Linked DNA regions of Gossypium arboreum: regions 2 and 3 are each linked to region 1. Evidence: chromatin contacts called from public Hi-C data. All regions are on one chromosome and are shown on one strand. The core of a region is the stretch at or near the end of the contact, and the rest is flanking DNA. Distances in the headings are between cores, read along the strand shown.

What was found. Hi-C and Micro-C count contacts between places; a contact is called where the count stands out from the background.
Region 2: a Hi-C map of leaf shows a contact between it and region 1, with 4 times the contacts expected there. The contact joins the promoter of LOC108486408 here to the promoter of LOC108481609 in region 1. A contact is called at or near these places in 2 of 5 Hi-C or Micro-C datasets (both in leaf).
Region 3: a contact with region 1 is called in a Hi-C map of leaf, with 3 times the contacts expected there. The contact joins the promoter of LOC108484722 here to the promoter of LOC108481609 in region 1. A contact is called at or near these places in 2 of 5 Hi-C or Micro-C datasets (both in leaf).

The regions. Positions count from the first base shown.
Region 1 is chr7:83,439,607-83,442,273 of ASM2569848v2, reverse strand. It overlaps LOC108481609 (putative axial regulator YABBY 2), which reads left to right and starts at 1,300. Exons shown (of 6, transcript XM_053030435.1): 1 at 1,300-1,822. The coding sequence starts at 1,754.
Region 2 is chr7:83,629,037-83,631,703 of ASM2569848v2, reverse strand. It overlaps LOC108486408 (E3 ubiquitin-protein ligase RHF2A-like), which reads left to right and starts at 1,362. Exons shown (of 9, transcript XM_017790457.2): 1 at 1,362-1,653; 2 at 2,015-2,146; 3 at 2,233-2,279. The coding sequence starts at 2,018.
Region 3 is chr7:83,583,266-83,585,932 of ASM2569848v2, reverse strand. It overlaps LOC108484722 (protein STRICTOSIDINE SYNTHASE-LIKE 3), which reads right to left and starts at 1,321. Exons shown (of 4, transcript XM_017788625.2): 1 at 648-1,321; 2 at 1-193. The coding sequence starts at 976.

The DNA of each region.
Region 1 (2,667 bases), core at 51-2,550:
AAAATTTTATATTGCTTATACGTTTTTTCTAATACCCTAAACACAAATTTATTTTAAAAAACTAAACCCTAATCCCTAATTTAATGAATTAACCCTAATACACTCTAATTTAGTATTTAGTATTTAAAGTTAATAGTTAATTTAATGAATTAATCTTAAAACCCTAAATCCTAATTCAATTAGTTTTTTCTCGAAACCCTAAACTTAACATAGCGCAAGTATGTATATATGCTGCAATCATATTATCTTTGAGAATTTTTTTCTTGTATGTATCAATTAACCCTAAATTTAATCAATTAACCCTAAACCCTAAATCAATCCATAATTTAATCAATTAACCCTAATACCCTAAACTCTATTTTAATATTTAGTATTTAAAATTAATAGTTAATTTATACCCCAATTCAATTAATTTTTTTTCCTAAAACCCTTAAACCTTAAAACTCAAAAAAACCTAAACCCTTACAAAACCCTAACCTTAAACTATAAAAACCCTAACCCTAAATCAATTAAATAATAAAACCCTAACCCTAAAAAAAGGCAAAACTCTTCCCTAGGGGAGCGCTTTGTCCACGTCAACAAAGCGCACCCTCAAGGACGCGCTTTTTGTTGATGTGGACAAAGCGCTTCCCCAGGGAAGCGTTTTGTTGACATGTACTCCGAAATCGCGCTTACGTGGACGCGTTTTCGTGGAAAACAGCCTAATCCGGTAAATAACGCAATAAACAGCCCATTTCCGTAATTATATTATTTAAAGGACATTTTTGGGTAAAACGCCCATTATTTTTAATATTAAATTTATTTAACATTTAAAAGTATATACTACTTTTATAAATAAAAATTAAGTATTACCTACTTTTGAAGACTATTTATCTTTACGATTATTTTGAGATTTTTTATATTATTCATATCGTGTTTGGAATTTTTGTGATTACTCCTCCCAACAATGTTATTTTTAAAGTTCAAACCTAGATTCTCCCTTACAAATATAATTTATCTTATCATTGCACCTAACCATTTATTAATTATTTTTAAACTTTTTTATATATTTAATATATTCATTTTACAATTCATATTTAAGATTTATGCTTATCCCTCCCAACAATATCATCTCTAAAATTAGAAGCTATATCTTTTCTTTGAAAATACAAATTACCTTACAATTGCAATCATCCTCTTATTAATTATTTTCAAGTTTATTTTCGTACTTTGAATTAAAACTCGAAATTGAAGATAATACCCATTTTCTTGTATACTTCGGCTTAAAACATTCGGAAGCATTAATATATCCCCGCCCCCGCCCTCGCCCTCGCCAACCCCCCCTTCGTCCGCTACTCAAAGCAGGACGATTTTCACCCACTCATTCCATCAATCATAACACCCCCTTTCTCTCTCTCTCTCTTCCTTTCCTTTCTTTGCCGTTCTTTCCATTTCCTTCCCACCATATTTACTTCACTACTTTCTTCCTAATTTCTCTCTCCCGATTGGACTGGACTTGTCATATCATATTTTTTGTACACTTCTCAAATCCCTCTGTCTCCTATAATTGATTCATATAAAATACAAGCAATACCCAATAATTTTCTTGTTCTTTGTCGTCCTACCATCTTCCCTTTCTTGTTACTATTCTTCTCCTCTTCAACCTTGATCCATTTATGCTACTCTTTCTTTTTCTTTTCCTTCATTTGTTGTTGAGGAACATTATATAGTTAGGAGAAAAAAGGTATTGAGAAACCAAAAGAGAGGGGAAAAAATGTCAATGGACTTGACATCTGAACGTGTTTGGTATGTTCACTGCAACTTCTGCAACACCATTTTAGCGGTACTGCACTGAATTCCATTACAATATATTTCTTTCTTTCTTCACCTCTCAACGTGTTTGTTATGTTCACTTTATTTATTTATTTTAAATGTCTTTCCTTTCTGTAAAAGTGAGTTGAATTTGCCATGACTGGCTTGTTTCTGTTTGTTGAAATAGTTTTCGTTATTTTCTCGAAGAACAAAGTGGGAGATTTTTCTTGATTTAACCTGGAAAATGTCCCAAAAAATCCACGTTACCTACATGATTCATGGTTGATGGATCGTGAGATTTTTCTTGATTTTAACTTGGAAAATGACTAAAAGCAACGATCTAGAATTCCCATCTAAAACAAGCACAAGTGTTGTATTTGGAGCGAAGCGAAAGCATTCTGGACGGCCCTTTCAAAGTTTGATCTCTCATGAGCAAGTAAATGAAAGCTTGGGCAAGTGAGTGATAAAACTTTCCCGAGATAGATAGAGGTAGGCTAGGCCTAGGGTTCTTCCAGGTCAATGTACAAGTCAAAAAATAGACGAGTTTCTTTCATTTTCTGCATTTCAACCTCATGGTTATGGTATTTCATGTCCGATTTACTAGAGTCATCTCTAAATGCAAGTTCATGGTTATGTTTTCTGGTCAAAGCTGGAAATTAAAATAATGGTTTTTCAAAGATCTTTTCCTCTTTAAGGCAGTGTTGCTTTTGTTTTCTAACCAAGCACTGGAACAACGCACTTTATTTATGATCGATATTCGATGATATCATCATCAACTTCTTTATTATATAATCGGTTGCATAGGTTGGGGTCGGTCTGACCTTTTAAGTACAAAAAGGGTTTTTTTCTTTCCTTATACAAAGAGGTTGTGGAGAG
Region 2 (2,667 bases), core at 113-2,612, 190 kb before region 1:
CTTGTGATTTAAAATATTTGAAGCTGATCAGATTTTATTCGCCTTCCAAAAATTGAAGAGATAATATTTTGAGATATTTTAATTTTAATTTTGGAGATTTGCCTATCTCATTTTTGAATTGAGATGAAAGTTATTTGGAGACTGCTCTATTTACACAATGAGTGTGCTTTTGGGAGAGTGTTTTATTTGCCATTTTTGTTATCTTTATCATTTTGTTCTTAAACACTCTTTACTTAGTATTTTCTGTGGAGTTAATTTTATTTTTTTTTTGGTAAGAAGAAATTTTGATATTACAATTATCCATTAATGTGATAGCAGAGTAGATTTAACTTAAATCGATTAAGATGTTTTTATATAACAAAATGAATCCCAAAATTGTGTAAATCAAAATTTGCAAAAATTAATTTGATTACATTTAAAATTAATTTCAAGTAACAAAATATCTAAATGATTTATGCAATTTACGACATTCTGGAGGTGGTGATGTCAACCTACTATTCTTGAAGTCGCAACACTTCACTTCTAAAGATATACATGCCATGCGTCACAAGAATAGCTATGGGCAGTGATATATATGAAATGGTAAAATTTACCATTTCCCGATCAGAAATAAGTCGGTAAATTGTGCAGTGAGTAGTGTTGGAACAAAAAAAAAAAAGAAAAAAAGTACACAATAGAGGTGTGTATGGGCCGGGCTACTCGGCTCAGCTTAAAGGCTCGCCTAAAAAATGTGAGGGTTCGGGTAAAAATATAGGCCCGAAATATAGGTTTGAACAAAAAAAGAGGCCCATTTAAAAAACGGGCCGGGCCTCGGATAAATCTTTTTTGGCCGGAGTTTGGCCTGGCCCGGCCCGGCCCGAATTATATACTAAATATATATATTTTTTATTTTAATTATATTTCTATTTTATTTTCAATTTTAATATAATCACTTTTATTATATTTTCAATTTGTGTATTGTTTTAAGAATTATTTTAGTCTAATTTTTATTTGTTTCTTGTTTTAATTATTGTTTTTATGTTTTTAAATATATTTTATTTATTATATTTTAAAATTTTTATTTAATGAAATAAGCTAAAAAAATTTAATATAGACCGAGTCGGGCTTGAACTTAACAATTTTATTTTAAGTCAAGTTTAGGCAAATTTTTATGCCTATTTTTCAGGTCCAGACTAAGTTCAAACCTAGAAAATAGGCCTAAAATTTTATCTGAGCCTGATTCGACCTAACCCGGCCCATGCACACCTCTCTAGTACACAGGTAAGGAAAGAATCGTCAAAGATATTATAGTATAATTTCCTCGTGTCAAAAATATAGATGTTAATATGTTATGAACACGACAATATTAAAGGAGAAAAAATAAGTAGGAATTGTGGCATAAAAATATAAAAAATAATGGAAAACAACAAAATACGATGACCGACCCAGCTTTCGGTCCTTTACCTTTACCTTTACATTGTGCCCAACTCCATCTCTTTCTTTACCACCCCGCTCTGTTAATATCCAAATACCAAAACAATCCCAAATTCAAAAAAATAAAAAATAAAAAATCTAGGGTTTTCTTCTAAAAGGCTTCTTTGTTTTGTTGATCAAGATATTGGTTGATAATTAGCAGGTTTTCTTTACTTATAAACTCTCAACCCTCAAGTGGTGGTAAAGTAAATGATATGTGTTTCTTTGATTTTGTTTTCTGGGGGAGTTTGGTTGGTCAGAGTTTTACTAGTTGGTTAATATTTATTGTGGATTTTGGAGATTCTTCTCTTGTATTTAAAACAAAAATATCAAATTATTATATATTTTTACGGCTTAACTTTTATTGATCTTTTGTCTAAGTGAACTGATTTATGCATCTCATCAGTGTAGTATCAGTGTCTTCAGTGTTGACTATATATGTTTCCAAGGTTTAGTCTTTATCAAGATGCTAATTTCTATTCTGGTCACTGTTGGCTCCATTTTGTACCTAGGACTTATGTTCATTATAAAAAATGGGAAACTTCGGTGTTTGGCCCTGCAGGACATGGAAGATACCAAGTCTGAGGCGCATATAACCTCTGCTGCAGCTTTTGTGGAAGGGGGAATTCAGGATGCTTGTGATGATGCCTGCAGTATATGCCTTGAAGCATTCTGTGAAAGTGATCCATCCACGGTATGTATGTCTTAAATTTTTTATTCCTATTTGTTTGATATGTGAATGGACATTTCTTTGATACTTATTCGCTGCATCCCTTACAGGTGACCTGCTGCAAGCACGAGTTTCATCTTCAGTGCATTCTTGAATGGTAATCTATATCCATTTTATGAGATTCATCGTAGATGCCTTGCTGGTGTACTTTCAAGCGAACTTGAACTTGACTATACTTTTGTAAATCAGTCTGGGCTAGGAAAATTCTCTAATTGATTAGACTCATAAAACCAGTCCTTTGTCAATGGGGATTAATGTAGCTTCTGTTCTTCTCTTATTGTTTAGAACTTTGGGCTTCTCTTCCCTATTCTTAAAATAGGGAGAGTCACAAATTATAACAGAATAGTATAGATATGTACTTACGATGCTTAAGTGGAATCAAGCTGCATTCTACTCTAGCGAGCAGTCAGATCTGAAGCAGTACTACAGCATCACTATAAACTTTATAGCATGGAAGGGACGTTATTCATTTCATTTTTATATCG
Region 3 (2,667 bases), core at 72-2,571, 140 kb before region 1:
CACCCCATTTGCCTCTGTTACAAGTGATGTCGCTAATCCGCCTTCCGGACCAACCTTCAGCAACCCCAAATATGCATCGGCAATGTACAAATCACCAGTTTTCTTATCAAATCGAAGGCCCAAAGGCCTGCCACAGATATGCTCATTTGGTAGGTAACTCAGAGGTGATGGCTTTGGATTACAAAGTTCTGACCTGAAATCAGAATTAAATATGGTGAATGATTTTCCCAGAACTCCCCAACAAGATCTTAAGAAAAAACACGTAGCAAAGCGGATAACCCAGCCAACTTTCTAGTGTCATTAATGGATATAAAATATATGCCATGCGGCTAACACTTCTAAGCTTCTAAACCCATAATTTACCGACATCGAGTAAACAAAGACTGGAAAGCTCAAAGAATCACTGTTTCTTCTCTTTTGTATTGAAGTAGCACACTTCTTTAGCGATATAAATCATTTGACTGGTTTTTTAAATTCAGTGTTGAACCATTTTCTACAAACCCAAGTAACCTCTTTACTACAGAAAACAATCATGACGATTAACTGAACAAATGGAAAGTTAAAAAATTCCCAGGCTGATGATACTTGACACTTTGTTCATAGAAATTTCTACCAATCTGCATCAAAAAACGAACTTGAAAACTCACCTATTGCTGGAAGTATGAGCAAAATCATTCCACTTTTCACCATCCCAGAAGACAATGCGACCATCAGCAACACCAGTGTAAGGACCACGGCCAAGAGGGTCAAATGCAATGCTCTCAGGGCCTTGAACCTGGTTCAGGAACTTAATCTCCGATTTCTGAAGCAAATTATCCTTGTCCCTAACCGTTGGAACCATTTCCCATGGAGGCATATCCACCTTGTAAGCCTCAAAGTCGGGGAATTCAGAGATTGCACTGTGCTTAAAAGGGTCTGTCCCACAGTATAGTGCCAGCAGCAGAAACAGAATGCCAAGAATTCCCACTGGCGTCATCGCTACAAAATTTGAGAAAAAACAAGAAAAAGACCAAATCCTGGAGCCCAAAATGTTAACTTTTTCAGCTTAAGTTTAAACCTCTTACTGGCAAAAAGGAAAAATAAAAAAACTTCAACCTTTATTGATTTGAAATTTGGGTGCCCAAAAATCTAAGCCTTTTTACCGAGGAAGAAAGGAACAACACAACCCTTTTGTTTGTTTGTGTTAAAGGTTGACAGAGTCCTTTATCTTAGGTGGAACTCAGTTTTGCTGGCTGTCTGGATCTTGGTAGAAACTGACATTAATGCCAATGTTGGGGTACTTAAAGGTTTGGTTTCAACTTTTAATTTTCAAGTGTGTTTCAAGACGGATGGTACCGACATTCATTTGTTTATTTTTAGGCTCATTTGTATGTTGGTTAATATTAAGAAGTTCAGGTGAATTACCCAAAAAGTAATTTTTTTTTGAAATTATCGAATTAGGCGATTTTTTTTTTCAAATTTACCAGATTAGGCCGATTTTAAAAAGAAAAGAAAATTTATCTGGCTGGACGCCTTTTCAACAGATTTGGCATGAAAACAGTTCCAGCTAAATGCGCTTTCCTGCTCAATCAGCATAGGCAAATTTTTACCTGCAATGGCTACCCAACTGGTTGAATTCTAAAGGCAAATTTTCCTCTATTTAAACCCCAAATTTCCCACTTTTTCAATTCACTCTTAGCTGTCTTTCAATTCATTCAATCCTCCTTCAAGTCTTTCTTAATTCTTACTCAATTCTCTCAATTCACTCTCATTTTTTAATTAAAATTGTATTAAGTTTTTTAATTAATTTTTATTACAATTTTTATTCATATTTATTGAAACTAGTAATGAAAAATTCTCTTATTCGTTTGGATGGCAAGTACATTTCAACCGTTCAATTGCAAATGGTAAGATTTTTTTTAATCTGATTTAATTTAATTATTTTGTTGCTATATTGAAATTTAAGATTTTTTTATTTTTTATTATAATTAGCCGGAAGATCAGATTTGGAGTGCTCCTCCATTGTCTTTAATAGAACCATACTTAAGAGATGTGAGATTTTTGCACTTGGCCCGTATGGGTAGGGGGTGTAAATTGGACCCTACACATGTAAACGCGTTGGTGGAAATATGGAGACCCGAGACACGTTTCCGTTTTCCATGCGAAGGGTGTACTATCACACTTGAGGATGTGCAGTTACAGCTTAGGTTACCGGTGGATGGGCCGATAGGGATTGGGTCAGTTGTCGCTGCCGATTGGAGAGATGTATGTGAACAACTTTTAATGAGGGTTCTGGACAAGATTTTTGGAGCCCGGATAGATATGAATTGGTTGAAAAGAAATATTGTTGAGCTCAATGCGGAATCGAGGGAAGTTGAAAGAGAACAACATGCTCGAGCATACATCTTTAGGATTATTGAGGGTCTATTAATGCTCGATAAATCACGAAATCTTGTCCATTTAAGATGGCTGCTAAAATTCGTGGACTTTAGAGAAATGAGCCGACATAGTTGGAGGAAAACACGTCTAGTTAGATGCGCTTTCCTTCTCTCTCCAAAATAGGCCTAATTTGATAATATTGGTAAAAAATAAGCATATTTGGGTAATTCACCCAATTTGTTCTTCATCAACCGTCTTCATTAATAAAAAACCAAGGTTAATTAATAATAATAATCAAGTAAAAAATAA